Regions from separate parts of the Mus musculus genome. Here all the other regions are linked to region 4. A link is a contact called in public HiCAR-type, HiChIP or PLAC-seq, Micro-C and promoter capture Hi-C data. All regions are on one chromosome and are shown on one strand. Each heading gives the region's core, a stretch centred on a gene start, on an enhancer-like site or on the middle of the called end of the contact. The rest is flanking DNA. Distances are from core to core; before and after follow the strand shown.

The links. Promoter capture Hi-C pulls out the DNA fragments that hold promoters and counts their contacts. Hi-C and Micro-C count contacts between places; a contact is called where the count stands out from the background. HiCAR-type assays count read pairs that join an accessible place to other places. HiChIP or PLAC-seq counts read pairs in DNA pulled down with a chosen protein or histone mark.
Region 1: an H3K27ac HiChIP or PLAC-seq map of cardiomyocytes shows a contact between it and region 4, with 6 times the contacts expected there. The contact joins the enhancer-like site here to the promoter of Acyp2 in region 4. A contact is called at or near these places in 1 of 39 promoter capture datasets (3T3-L1-derived adipocytes), 2 of 484 Hi-C or Micro-C datasets (the HL-1 cell line and embryonic stem cells), 4 of 115 datasets of contacts at active chromatin or transcription factors (the NIH/3T3 cell line, bone marrow-derived macrophages, cardiomyocytes and 1 more) and 2 of 9 other capture datasets (embryonic stem cells and pancreatic islet).
Region 2: a promoter capture Hi-C map of second pharyngeal arch cranial neural crest shows a contact between it and region 4. The contact joins the promoter of Chac2 here to the promoter of Acyp2 in region 4. A contact is called at or near these places in 4 of 39 promoter capture datasets (cranial neural crest, erythroid cells, hematopoietic stem and progenitor cells and 1 more) and 2 of 9 other capture datasets (liver and macrophages).
Region 3: a Micro-C map of embryonic stem cells shows a contact between it and region 4, with 1.7 times the contacts expected there. The contact joins the promoter of Asb3 here to the promoter of Acyp2 in region 4. A contact is called at or near these places in 2 of 39 promoter capture datasets (embryonic stem cells and stem cell-derived epiblast-like cells), 2 of 484 Hi-C or Micro-C datasets (embryonic stem cells and granulocyte-monocyte progenitors) and 3 of 9 other capture datasets (adipose tissue, liver and pancreatic islet).
Region 5: a contact with region 4 is called in a HiCAR-type map of kidney, with 6 times the contacts expected there. The contact joins the enhancer-like site here to the promoter of Acyp2 in region 4. A contact is called at or near these places in 8 of 39 promoter capture datasets (the 3T3-L1 cell line, 3T3-L1-derived adipocytes, the C10 cell line and 4 more), 2 of 484 Hi-C or Micro-C datasets (brain and embryonic stem cells), 12 of 115 datasets of contacts at active chromatin or transcription factors (acute myeloid leukemia, bone marrow-derived macrophages, cardiomyocytes and 7 more) and 1 of 9 other capture datasets (embryonic stem cells).

Annotation. Positions count from the first base shown.
Region 1 is chr11:30,291,640-30,294,339 of GRCm38.p6, reverse strand. No RefSeq gene overlaps it. Among named protein-coding and RNA genes, the nearest start is that of Gm40820, 22 kb to the left of the region's middle. Within about 2 kb of position 1,374, at least 84 of the 459 cell types and tissues checked have an H3K27ac peak or open chromatin away from gene starts, as enhancers often do. A contact at or near this core is called in the HL-1 cell line, the NIH/3T3 cell line and cardiomyocytes, where this site is marked.
Region 2 is chr11:30,984,978-30,987,677 of GRCm38.p6, reverse strand. It overlaps Chac2 (ChaC, cation transport regulator 2), which reads left to right and starts at 1,313. Exons shown (of 3, transcript NM_026527.3): 1 at 1,313-1,566. The coding sequence starts at 1,432. All of the region lies in intron 1 of Asb3 (ankyrin repeat and SOCS box-containing 3), which reads right to left.
Region 3 is chr11:30,953,028-30,955,727 of GRCm38.p6, reverse strand. It overlaps Asb3 (ankyrin repeat and SOCS box-containing 3), which reads right to left and starts at 1,330. Exons shown (of 10, transcript NM_023906.3): 1 at 1,159-1,330. It overlaps Erlec1 (endoplasmic reticulum lectin 1), which reads left to right and starts at 1,597. Exons shown (of 14, transcript NM_025745.3): 1 at 1,597-1,814. The coding sequence starts at 1,653.
Region 4 is chr11:30,648,063-30,650,762 of GRCm38.p6, reverse strand. It overlaps Acyp2 (acylphosphatase 2, muscle type), which reads left to right and starts at 1,367. Exons shown (of 4, transcript NM_029344.3): 1 at 1,367-1,462. The coding sequence starts at 1,384.
Region 5 is chr11:30,175,101-30,177,800 of GRCm38.p6, reverse strand. The region is part of intron 1 of Sptbn1 (spectrin beta, non-erythrocytic 1); the gene reads left to right. Among named protein-coding and RNA genes, the nearest start is that of Sptbn1, 43 kb to the left of the region's middle. Within about 2 kb of position 1,415, at least 64 of the 459 cell types and tissues checked have an H3K27ac peak or open chromatin away from gene starts, as enhancers often do. A contact at or near this core is called in acute myeloid leukemia, embryonic stem cells, kidney and 2 more, where this site is marked.

The DNA of each region.
Region 1 (2,700 bases), core at 125-2,624, 360 kb after region 4:
GGAGTAGGGCCTGCAAGAAAATAGGGAGGGAGCCTTAAGGGCACAGGTTATGCATGCTATGTTCTGCATGCTGGCCACACAGCTGTGCTTAGATCATGAAAATTCATTGAGCTGAATACTTATGTGCATCTTTCAATACGTTTTCTCAATAAAAAGTTTTCTTTAAAAATATTCTATAGGTTCCACATTGTTCTAGATCATTCCAGTCCTTCAGCCTGGCCAAAGTACCTTTATGACCTGGTCCCAGTTCTCCCTTTCTAGAACCATTCCTGACTACCTCTGGCTTAAGTCACAACCAAAGCAAGCCATCACTAATACCAACATTGCATCATGTCCTCTTATGGCCCTCTGACTCCATGTTTCACAACCTAAATACTCTCCCCACTTTTTAGCTTACACCCAGACATGGCCAATCTTTTGACATTGCACTGTGATGTTGTCATATACTAAGTTCACTCACAACTGAACTACACAATCAAACTGCAAAAAAACAAGTCATAATGTTTTGATAAATATGTAACTTTGTGGGTGGTTTGCATTTGCAGGTATCCTTGCCTACACAAAGCCCAGGGTGACAAGTGACAAGTTCAACATACTGCAAGGGTGTTTTAGCTTTGTTACAAAATTTGTCTTTAATTAGTCTTATAAGAAGTGTGTGTGTATGTGTGTGTTTGTGTGTTAATGGAAATTAGTTGGGTGCAGTGTTCCACACTTATAATCCCAGCACTTGGGAGGTGAAGGCAGCTAGGAGGACCAAAAGTGTTCAAGGTCATTCTGGGCTACATAGTGAATTGAAGTTTAAAACCAGACCAGGATACAGGAAGCCTTCCCTGCCCTGCCCACAAAGAAGAAAAGAAGTGGAAAGGAAGGAAGTGGAAGAGAAGGGAAGGGAAGGGAAGGGAAGGGAAGGGAAGGGAAGGGAAGGGAAGGGAAGGGAAGGGAAGGGAAGGGAAGGGAAGGGAAGGGAAGGGAAGGGAAGGGAAGGGAAGGGAAGGGAAGGGAAGGGAAGGGAAAGGGAGGGAAAGGGAGGGAAAGAAAGAAAGAAAGAAAGAAAGAAAGAAAGAAAGAAAGAAAGAAAGAAAGAAAGGAAGGAAGGAAGGAAGGAAGGAAGGAAGGAAGGAAGGAAGGAAGGAAAGAAAGAAAGAGTGCGCAAATCTGGCAGTACAGATTACAAATTTAGTTTACAATGAGCATTTTTTTCCCTATAAACCCATATATCAAGGAAATCAAATACACATTTCCACATTTCTTAAGGCATGTAATGGTGATATTGACCATTCCCCAAAGACTCATTTGCAGAATGACTATATTCCTCTGGAATATGGGTGAAGTGTTAATGTTCTTACTTGGCGACAAACTCATGACATTCCTCTAACATCTAGATTGGCTGGGTTTCTTGGTGGATCTGCCAGAAATTCCTCACATAACCCAGTCTAGAATTTATGAACTGAGAGGTTTATGATATTTCAGATGGTAGAACTGGCTATTGTTTTGCATTAGGAACAAATGGAGTAAACACAGTACTAGTTGTGACCCAGCTCAGATAGGGGAAAGTGAGCTGGGTTGACAATAATAGTATTCTATGCCTGTGCCAAACAGCCCAGCCAAGCACAGGGCTAAGCTGTGGTCATGATGGCTTCTATACAATATTTCTTCTTTGTAGGGAATTAGAAGAGACTTTGATAAGGATTTTGTCTTGATTTTCCCTCAGTGTGGCTTCATTGAACAGCAGAAGCGCAGGTGAGAAGCCTGACCCAGGCTGCTTATTATCCAGAGCTAGGGCAGTAGGGAAGTAGTTGTGATAAAAACATTATAGTAAGTGCATGCTACATGATGGGACAGACTACATCCTTCTCCAGAGCAAGCCTACTCCTGCTTATCTGAGGACTTCTCTCTTGCCACAAGATAGGAACAGTGCTTGTCACCATTCCTCAAGTCACAGCTGATTAAACAGAACATGGACATCTGACTCAAACCAAGCTGCTTGGGAAGCCACTGGGAATTTAAAGGAGTAGGGTAGGTGGTGTTGAGACAGTGAGGGAGGGCGAAGAAAGGGAGGGTGGGCAAGAGGGAATGGGTGGAAGGAAGAGAAAAGAGAAGTATAAAGAGAAGAGGGGAAGGGAGGGAAGACCAGATGTGGATAGAGAGATAAGAAGGAAGAAAGATCAATTCTTTACTGCTCTCCCTTTTCTGGTTCCTGTTCTTTGGCTGATCTGATCACTGTCTGCCCCATTCTAGCCCTGCCTTCCTGACAGAGCATTGCGTTTTCTTTTCTGCTGGTGTGGAATGTTTCTAGGGTTCAGAAGCAGGATTCCAAAGTTCTTGTATTCAAACAGACAGGATCTCTCTCTTTATTTCTCCTGTGCTACAGCATTAGCAGCTGAGGAGGAGAGAATAATTCAGGAATTAGTGGAACTCGATACAAGGCCTCAGCACTGCCACAATCTGGATCCACAGCCAGTGCCTCCTGTTCCTCAGCAATGAATGCTGGGGGCTTGAAGGTGTTTGTTAGTGGGTGTGGAGATTTGGTTCTATAAATCGGTAGCTTGTCCCTCATTTGAACACCAACAAACACAAAAGTAAGCCCATGGAACATTTTAATTATAATAGACACCACAGGAAATTGTATTTATGTATGGAACCTAAATTTAGAATCCTTGACAGACTGACAGGATTAAGTCCGTGTAAATAGTCCATGCC
Region 2 (2,700 bases), core at 64-2,563, 340 kb before region 4:
AAGCTCTGTTCTTTTTGGGGGGAGGGAGTGTATATATATCACTTAATTTTCAATTTTTGAGAAATTCAAATACATAAAATATTATAATCTTAAGAATACAAAGAACACAACCCAAAGGAAGACTAAGAAAATATGTTTCCCAATAGTCAACAGTGGTTCTACATATTTTCCCACTAGTGTTTTTATCTAAAATTTAAGGTGTCCTGCCATAGTTCTGCAAGAATAGAACTGTCTGATGGGGAGGCAATGAAAATACTTAAGAGTTAAGAAGGAAATCCAGGAAAAACAATACATTTTAAACTAAATATAAGAATTCTCCTCAACCATCCAAATTAAGTGTTCAGTAAAGAATATTCATTATCCTCAAAGTTTCTTATTAAACAAAACAGCAGCCATTCACCTGAGAAAAGAAAAGGATTCTATAAGCAGCACTGTAAAAGCCACTGGTGAAGTAATGTAATGGGAGAGTGCACCTGCTCGTCTCTGAGCCTCCGAGATTAAGACTGAACAAACTGTTCTTTGAAGTTTAAATAAGTGGTAGGTTTCAAAAGTGAGAAAAATGGCTGAGGTGCCTACTTAACATCATAATAGGCACTGACTGCCAAGTTCTTCCTGCATCCTTCGGTCCTGATCTATTTCAGGACCCTCCTGCTGGCATACCCCAACCCCTACTCTAAACTTTTCCATCCCTAGGGCTGGGCTGACCTTCTAGCAGCAGCCCTTTCCTATATAATCCAACCAAATCCCTTTTGAGCCTCCAGGCTGCTGCACCTAGTCCCTCTCTCTCATCTTTCTTTCCCTCCCTCTTCTCACATGGCACAGCTCAGTTTGGTCCTGCCCACTGTGAACTGTTCCAGATGTCTCTTACTGTATAAAAACCTCTCTCCTTCATCATGCTTAAACAGTCCCGTTCTTCCCCCCCTCCCCCCAATCTGATAAGCAACTTCCATTAGAATCCAGTTGCTTTTTCACACACATAAAACTACTGTTTTGCTTCTATTTAAAAGCAAAGGACACAGGACTTGGTCATACAGATATTATACTTCCGGGATCTGCCACTCTGGCTGCTGTTTGATGTGGGCAGCTAGCCAATTTTCAAAGCACAACAAAATGACTACGTGCTAATTGTGGTGCCCTATAAGACAGGAGTCCTGCCTTTTCTCCTCTTTCAATTCTCACTAGAAAAAAAGGTGGGAGGGGTGCTGCTCCAACTCGAGAGTCGTAAAACTCTAAAGAATTGTGGGTAATGTAGTCCCCTGCCTCCCATTCCCTACCCCCACCCCTCCCGCACCATAGAAGCTCTGAAAACCCAGTGTGCTTTGCGCCGCACATCAGGCGAAGCCAGAGCGCCTGGCACTGCCCCAGCAGCCGGTTACTCCCCTCGGTAGCAGTCTCGTTCTGAAGTCCGAGTGCCGGTCAGGGTCCAGAAAGATGTGGGTGTTTGGTTATGGGTCCCTCATCTGGAAGGTGGACTTCCCCTACCAGGACAAGCTGGTTGGTTACATCACAAACTACAGTCGGCGCTTCTGGCAAGGTAGCACGGACCACCGCGGGGTCCCAGGCAAGGTAAGGAGCCAGCGCCTCATGCCCACCTACCCAGCAGAGCACTGGAACAGGATAAAGCTCTCAACTTCATTGGCCACCTGCCCTTGCCTCTCTCAAGAAGTGGATATCCTTAGGCCGCTTCAGAAGCCAGTAATTAGTTTCTAAAGCAGAAAGCACGGGCACAGGGAGCTCGCCCAAGGCTGAAGTGGCCAGGACAGCACCCTTATCTTGGCAACCTCTGCCACCCCACAAAATAATAAAGTTGAATTTTCATGTCACCACATGGTCAGTGTGTAAATTCGTTGATATGTCTATATTATGCCAGGTTTTTACTGGTCTGAATTTATATGTGCCTGTAAATTTCCAATTTATGTTTCCAATGTTTTAGTTTTAAAATGCCTAAGATCATGAAAGAACTAGTTTCCAGTCATTCCAATTTTTATGCCCATGGTGATTTTTTGATTGAGAGGTATAAGCAAAGTTATGTGAGGTTTGCAGTTCGTTCTGAGTAATGAATTGAAAATCTCCATTATTTGAATGTTCCTTCTCCATAGTTCTCTTGAATTATTAATGTAAATACAAATCATTGGATCTGTTTTTCAGTTCGGTCATATAAAGCATTCAGCTCTCCAGGGGTTCAGAGTGTTAGAAGCAGCTCACTATTTGCCTTGGCTACAAAAAAAAAAAAAAAAAAAAAAAAAAAATCTGTGGAAAAAAAAAGTTAAACAAGTATGAACTAGTAACTTGTTTGGTTAATATCTAACCTTTGGTTTTGAATGTTCCTGTGTTCTCCAACATACTCTTAAAATTAGCCTAGTCTGCTGGTACAAAATTGTAATCCAAAAGAATATCACAAGTTCAATACTGGCCTGGACCTCAAGCTCAGAAACAAGTCTGGGAATATAGCTTAGTAGTAGAGTTCTTACCTAGTGCATGCAAGGCCCTGCCCGAGTTCAATTCCCAGCACCATTTTTAAAAAATACTCTAAAGCATAATATTCTGAAATACTGGAAACCAAGTATCAGAAGAGATTTTAGGAAAGGGAAAGATCACAGTGTGTACCTGCTCAAAAGATACAGGCTTTAAATCAGGAAGAGCATCTGAGGTAGAACCATTCTAACTACAGTTTGTCAATTTAGAATTAAGGTAGACTTT
Region 3 (2,700 bases), core at 81-2,580, 310 kb before region 4:
TCAAATTTGAGTGTGGGGATATGACAGCCAGCCTTAATCTAGTGGCACTATGTTTTTACCCACTGAAAAATGAACTGCTCTATCTCAGTCATTAGAGTAGAAGTCCTCTGTGATGACTGACGAAACTTAACGTGGAGCCAGGCTTCCCTTAACTGGCCAATGAGTCTTTTGCTCTGGAATGCCTGGGAGATCCTAATGGATAGATAAGAATCAGACAATGGGGCTATAAAGCATTAAAGGCTGCTTGCCTTTTGTAAAACTTACTATCGCTTTGGGGAAGGGATAAAATGGTTTTTTTTTTTTTATTACTGTATAATGAGAAAGTAAGAAACAACTGAGAGAAGTGAGACAATTTTCCTGATCAGATGTAGACTCCATGGATATCAGTAATCCATGTAATTCAGATGTCCTCCTTAAAGCCCCACCTTAATTCACCTTTTGCATGGTGGGCTGTATTTGCTCTATGGCTCCCTTCCTTCTGCCAACAGTAAGAATAAGTTCATTTAGTCTAAATTTGAATTGAGTCTAAGTCTCTTCTCCCAGTGGATTTTAACACCACAACATGGGCAGTCCTTACCAAATGTTCTATGGCAAACACTGTAAAATTATTACACAGGAGATGAAAAAAAATGTGGACATTATTTTCTTTTTTCAAGAAGGGGACAAAAACCAAAACTTTCTGTCTATATTCAGTCTGCTGTAACTTGATTCATAACTTCACATTCACCTGGCTCTGGCCTTGACATAAACTTTCTGGACTTAAGTAAAATAACAACAGTCCAACACTTGAGTCAAGGGAGGGAAAACTTCTCCTGAAGTAAAAATGCAGGACTGTACGCGCCTAGCCACCCAACAAATCTATGCCAAAGTCGAAGGACGTGGCAGGTGTCACTGGGGGTGTCCCCAAACACACAGCATCTGAGACAGACGTGACAACAGTCGCCATCAAAAGAAACTAAGAGAAGCTTCTGGAGAGAAGATGGAGAGTGCAAATAGCAAAAGACTGGAGGGTAGGCAGCTCAGTCGGAACTGTAAGTTCTACTTCGACTCTGCACAGCTCGGTTCTCTACTTGCTTTCTGAGAGCGGGCCGCCGCCCACTCACCCCCAAATCCCGAGAGTCCCTAGCGGCTGGACTGAGCGCGCGGGCCAGGACTCACCTGGCCGGGCCGCTTCGTCCAAGCGCCGTCTCCAGACCCGTTCAACCGGCGTCAGTCCCGGGCCTCTGCGTTTGAGTCCAACCGCTAGGATGCTACAGCAGCAACGCAATGCAACGCGACCCAAGCGCGGGCTTCCGTAGGCCACCGACTCAACAACCCCGGATGTTGATGTGCTGCCTGCCCCGGAAGCGGTGGCCCCAAGCCCTTGTAAGGCGGAGGCGGCTTTGCCCAGCCGTCTGCAAGGAGACGTGGCGGCGGCGGTTGGGTCCCCTGCACTAAGGACGCTTTGTAGTACCTCCTCTTCTTCCTCCTCCTCCTCCTCCTCCTCCTCCTCCTCCTCCTCCTCCTCCTCCTCCTCCTCCTCCTCCTCCTCCTCCTCCTCCTCCTCCCCCTCCTCCTCCCCCTCCTCCTCCCCCCCTTCCTCCCCCTCCTCCTCCCCTCCTCCTGTTCTCCTCTGGTAGAGGAGGTTGTGACGGTGGCTGGAGGACGCGGCAATGGAGGAAGGAGACGGCGGCTTGCGGAGCCTGGTCCCCGGAGGGCCACTGTTGCTGGTTCTGTACGGTCTCCTGGAGGCGTCCGGCGGCGGCCGAGCGCTGCCCCAGCTCAGCGACGACATCCCCTTCCGAGTCAACTGGCCTGGTACCGAGTTCTCTCTGGTCAGTGCCCTCACGAGCCGCAGCCTTCTCCCCTCTTTCTGGCACGAAGCATTCGGGCCAGCCCTCGATTCCTTAGCTTTTTCTTCCAGAACCTTTTTTTCCCAAGCATTTATCGACCCCAAGCCTAAGTGTGTTCGTTCATTCATTAATTCGTTTAGCACACTAAGTGGATATGCCCTCCATACTAACTAGGAGATCAGCGGTCACTTCATCTCCCTCCTTTAAATCTCATTACGTTAGATCTGGCTTCTCTACAGCCCCACTCTGTGGAGGAAGTTTTAGAATTAACTAGCACATCACCCTACCCGCACAACCGTCCAACAGACAGGAGTCCCATCTCTATTCATTCTTTCTCTCCAACACACACTTAAAAACGACGTATACAGCTTCTGAGAATCTTTTCCCTTAAGGCATTTGAGAGGGCTATTTGGTTTGGAAGATATTAGTGAGCTTATATGCGGAATACTACTGGCCATGCAGAATAGACTAGAGGCTTGAATGTATTACCACTATTATTTAGGACTCTAGAACATGAGATTAAAAAGGATTTTATGATCGTTAATTAATGTGTATTGTGTAAAAAGGCAAGAATGAAAGAGCCAGTGGCTGTGAGGCTCCCAATGTGAGAACTGGGAACTGTACTCACCCCTCCGAGAAGAGTAATAATGTGTTTTTAATTTCTGTGGCATCTCTCCAGTCCTAGAATACGAGATTTTGGTGTATAATCTAACAAGAATGGAAATTCAGTTTTGAATGATTGTAGTGCTGAAATGTCTATCCATGTGTAACTACTACAGACAAATTTACCACACACCTAGATCTGGATTCCATTGCCAGCACCGCCAAAAAAGTAAACAAGTGCAAACTAGAACTTAAACAGATCCGC
Region 4 (2,700 bases), core at 118-2,617:
AGGGACACACTTTCTCCACTAAGGCCATATCTCCTCATAATGCCACTTCCCATGGGCCCAAGTATTCAAACACAGTCTGTATGGGCAACAAAGCTAGCCAAATCACCACAAGGCACCTTTCAGATTCATCAGCCTGAATGAAAAGATCAAGCCTAACTTTATCTCAGAATCACCACAGATTTGGCACCGTCAGAACATTTCAGAATTGATTCATTGTCTGTCTTAGTTAAGGTTTTTATTGCTGCCATGAAACACAATGACCAAAAAGCAGCTTGGGGGAGGAAAATGTTTATTTGGCTTATACCTCCACAGCACTGTACATATCAGGATAGGGACTCAAACAAGGCAGGAACCTAGAGATGATGTAGAGGCATGGGGGGTGGGGTGGGGGTGGGGACTGGTTACTGACTTGTTCCACATGGCTTACTCAGCCTGCTTTCTTATAGAACCCAGGATCCCTGGACTAGGGATGGCATCACCCACAACTGGCTGGGTTCCACTGCTCCCTCCCCCACCCCCCCATCAATCACTAATTAAGAAAATGCCTTATGGCTAGATCTTATGGAGGCATTTTCTCACTTGAGGTTCTCTCCTCTAAGATTACTCTAGCTTGTGCCAAGACTAGCCAGCACACTGACCAAATACCCTTTGTGCCACTAAGCTAAGCAGGTCCTTCATTTCAAATGTCCACCTCAGGATGTTGGAAATGGGGATATTGTTTCAAGGGCACACATTTTCTTCATATGAAGTGGAGATTATCATATATTTGCACAATGGTGAGTATAGTTAAGAATGATATATATTTAAAATCGTTGAAATCTTAAATGAAATCAGAGATGAAAGTTAATTAGCTTGAATTAATCTCCTTACAGTGTACCCATGGGTATACTATGTATTCTTTACAGTGTACCTATATAAAATCACCTAAAACTTAAAAATTCTTTGACATTTTATCCTTGCATATAATGAATTTTGGTAATTTTCCCCCTATTATCCTTCTCATCTCTACCCACTTAGACTTTACCCGCTCTGTCCTCTCAACAAGTCACCCTCTTATTTTCATCCTTATAGAAAAAACAAAACAAAACCTTTTTTGTGTCAAATAAACGTCGGTGGGTAGATATTAGTTGGTTTAATCCCCTCACATGCCCGACCTCCGTTTTCTTTAGAGAACCGGGTCCTGGGGAACGCAGAGAGGGAGCACCCTGCTAGGGAGCCCGAGCGCCGGGTGTCCCGTCGCCCTCACTGTGTACAACGGTCATCTGCCATCTTCTTACGCATGACCCAGCGCGCTCTTGTCTTGGCTTCTGGGCGTCGGTCCCAGAGCCCATAAGTCTTCCTCCCCTGGCGGCTGTCGCAGTCTCCGCGCCACATACCCAGCTAATGCTGCTCGGGAGAAGGCTGGCCGCCATGACCGAGCTGCTCAAGTCTGTGGACTACGAAGTGTTCGGGACAGTGCAAGGTACGGTCTGACCTGGGATGCCAAGACGAGGCCGTGGGAGGGAGAGGAGGAAGCTTATGCCATCCATTTTAGGGACGGTTCTTCTCACTGAGGCAGCGACTTCCGCTCAGCCATGACACAGCAGCCCGGGGCGGGGAGAACGGGCTAGCGCGGGGCGGAGGGAGGTCACCCTGGGTTCCCGAAGAGGACGCTGCAAGCCTATAGGATGGGGGTGGGGGACGCCTAAGTGCGGCAGAAAAGCAAGGGTACCTGAATGATACTGGGTGATTTACTTTGTCAGAGGTTGTAGCCCCTCTCCAGCTAGCAATTTTTCCTTCCTGGGTTTTGGAGATTGAACCTTATATATTTATGCACAGTCTTACATTTGCGTACTAGATTGCTGAAGTACACTCCCAGGCCATTTAAGTGAAGTTTTAAAATTTTTGTTTGATTATAAGCTTAAATAGATGCATAGAATATAATGTCTGACTTACTTTAAATCTTTATATTTGTAATTTAAAACGTTAAAACATTCTTTTAATTTTTTCTAACGCAACTTGACATAGTAGTGCATGTAGTCCTTATGCAGAAGAAGGTGGATATTTGAGTTCAAGACCAGGCTGGTCTATACACTTGAGAAAATTATCTAATGGCGTATAAATACTGTAACTATTTAATGTATATCATCCATTTAAAAGAAGAAAACTTTTTGAGACTGGAAATGTAGCTCAGTAGAGTGCTTGCTTAATAGTCACCAAGCCCTGGAATGGGTGCTCTGCTCTGTACCAGACCAAGGACGAGCTAGTCCTTATAAGCCTGTAATGCAGGTTCCGGTCTTCAACATAAAAATAATGCCTTTCTTTTTCTTTTTCTTTTTCTTTTTCTTTTTCTTTTTCTTTTTCTTTTTCTTTTTCTTTTTCTTTTTCTTTTTCTTTTTCTTTTTCTTTTTCTTTTTCTTTTTCTTTTTCTTTTTCCTTTTCCTTTTCCTTCTCCTTCTCCTTCTCTTTCTCTTTCTCTTTCTCTTTCTCTTTCTCTTTCTCTTTCTCTTTCTCTTTCTCTTTCTCTTTCTCTTTCTCTTTCTCTTTTCTCTTTCTCTTTCTCTTTCCCTTTCCCTTTTCCTTTTCCTCTTTCTCCTCCTCCTCCTCCTCCTCCTCCTCCTCCTCCTCCTCCTTCTCTTTCTTTTTCTTTTTCTCTTTATTTTTTCTCTTTTTTGGGGGGTGGGGCGGGGGCTTGAGACTCGGTTTCTCTGTATAGCCCTG
Region 5 (2,700 bases), core at 166-2,665, 470 kb after region 4:
CTAGTCTCAGCCCTCACATAAGTAAACTCAAACTTTGTGACACCAGCTGTAGCACTCAAGGAGCCAGGCTTCCCTCTATAGTAGGGTTAGCATGATTAGCCCCTTAACATGCTCACTTGGCTCCTACAGTCGCAGAGCAGCATTGGACAAAGCTGCTCCTCTACAGTACTTCCTGGAGGCTCTGAAACGCCTCACCTTAGGTTCACATAAGGTGAGTCTGAGAGAGTATGAGGACTTAGGAACTTACTGGTTTTAGCTAGTGCATCTAGACCATAATGTCTGCTGTTTTGGGGTTTTTTCCCCACTGAATCCAGTCTGTGCAAGTAAATAGCCCAGAGCAGTTAACTGTATTGTCCTTGGAAAAGGGTTCTAAAACTAACCCTTTTTTCCGTGTGATTACTTTCTCCTTTAGTAGCACCTGAGAACCACTCTTTCCGTTTCTAGGACCAAACAGAATTCCTTTGTTGTGTAAATAAGTAACCTTGGGTTCATTTGCATTACAGCCTTAGGTGAAAGGTGAATGGGCTGGTTCTGTCAGCCATGGGGCCCCTGGGGAAGGAAGCCAATGCCAAGAAAATTGAAGCATCCAACGAGGGTTACAGAGTACCCTGGATTGTCAGAGCAGTGATGGCTGGGAAGAAGTTCTTTGAAGAAATTCTCTTGAAGATTACTTGGGGTGCCATTGTTTTATAAGATTTCTTCTTTTTTTGGCATGTCAAGTGGTAGGGACTAAAGGTAGAACTAACTACATGTAGAACTAAACAGTATTTGAAACTTGAAACAAACTAGCATCAGGAGCCTACTTTGTCAGTCACCTCTTGTTTGTATGCTCTAGCCAGCTCTTTATACCACTGATCCTTATGAAACCCATGTTAAGCTCAGGCCTTAGGATCTGAGAAGATCACAGTGTCGCATTGCTGCTTATTTGTGTATGTGGGGGAGTGTATGCGTATGTGTATAATGACATTATAATCCTAGGATTCTCTGTGTGTGTGTGTGTGTGTGTGACTGACTGATGATTGAACATGCCAAGCCAAGAGTTGTAGCCAGGATTACAGACATATACCTCCATTCCTGGTTTATCTGCTGTCATTTTTCATCTGAACAAGAAATTTACTAGCAAAAGCTGCTGCTCTCCATCTGCAGCCCTTCAGTATTGTTAGTGCTGTGGAAGGAGACTGGCTTCATAGAAACTTTGGTTGACCGACACTGTTGGCTGTCCTGCTTGTCAGCCGTGGGTATCCTTTGTTGCTGCTTTTGAGGATGTCTTGGCTGGACGACCTTGGTGCTCATTGGCTCCTTCTAGACTGGCAAGGCAACCTTGTAGCCAGCTTTCATGTTTCCTCACTCTGGGGAGTTATGGTTGATCACTTGAATTTCGTGTGTATTTGTTTGGTTTCTAGCCTTTAATTTGCCCTGCGACCACTTGTGGCTCAGGGTTAGCCAGGCCCATAGTTAAAGAACAACATAGTTGCTAGCCCTGAGCTAAAGTCCTTTTTCCCCTTTTATTTCTGCTTCCTCTTCACAGACTAATTACCAGCTGCTGCTGTTCTTGTTAAACTTCATTAATCCTGAGCCTCTGTCCATAGAAATGGCCTTAAGATAAAAAGACCCTCAACTAAACATTTTGTTGCTGCTGCTAATTGCCCCAAATTACATGTTTTTATTAATTAAGCACGGCTTGCCTCCAAATCCTATTGAAGAATGTTTCCATGACTCCCCTGAATACACACATGCTGCTTTGTGGTTTCATATTTTGGTGGGGGTGGAGGTCCCTGAAATGATCATGCCCCAAAACAGGGTAGTTTTAGAAACATGGTAAAGGGGAAACCCTATGTAATCTTATTCAGAGCCTTAATTCTACACTGATAATGCCTTTAAGCAGATACAGTGCTGAAGTATTCCATGTTTGTTTAAAGTACATGATGGCAGACGGTTGCAAAACTAGCTTTCTTAAGTCATTATGGGGCTATGGGGCCCAGCACATGTTTGTGCAATTACATATTTCTTTCTTCTTCTTTTTTTTTAATAAGTGTTGCTGTGTGTAGGTTAGGCTGGACTGGGCACTAGTGTTGTCCTTTCCCTTCAGTCTCATGAGTGCTGGGATCACAGGCATAAGACACATTAGACTATTTTGGATGGGAGAGAGAGTGAAATATTTTGCAATGTGACACTTGAAGATGGATTTGGATTTGGATTAGTAATGACTGAACAAAGGCCTCCCGATAGTGCAAGGTTGATATATATGAGCCTCACAGATGTCAGGGGAGAGGGACACCTCTCTTAATGAATAACTAGAAAATGGAGGGTTTTCTGGGCTAATACCACTTATCAGTGACTGCATATCATATGAGTTCTTTTGTGATTGGGTTACCTCACTCAGGATATCTTCCAGATCCATCTATTTGCCTAAGAATTTCACGAATTCATTGTTTTTAATACAATAGTACTCCATTGTATAATTGTGCCACATTTTCTGTACCCATTCCTCTGTTGAGGGGCACCTGGGTTCTTTCCAGCTCCTGGCTATTATAAATAAGGCTGCTATGAACATAGTGGAGCATGTGTCCTTATTACCAGTTGGAACATCTTCTGGATATTTGCCCAGGAGAGGTATTGCTGGATCCTCCAGTAGTACTATGTCCAATTTTCTGAGGAACCACCAGACTGATTTCCAGAGTGGTTGTACAAGCTTGCCAT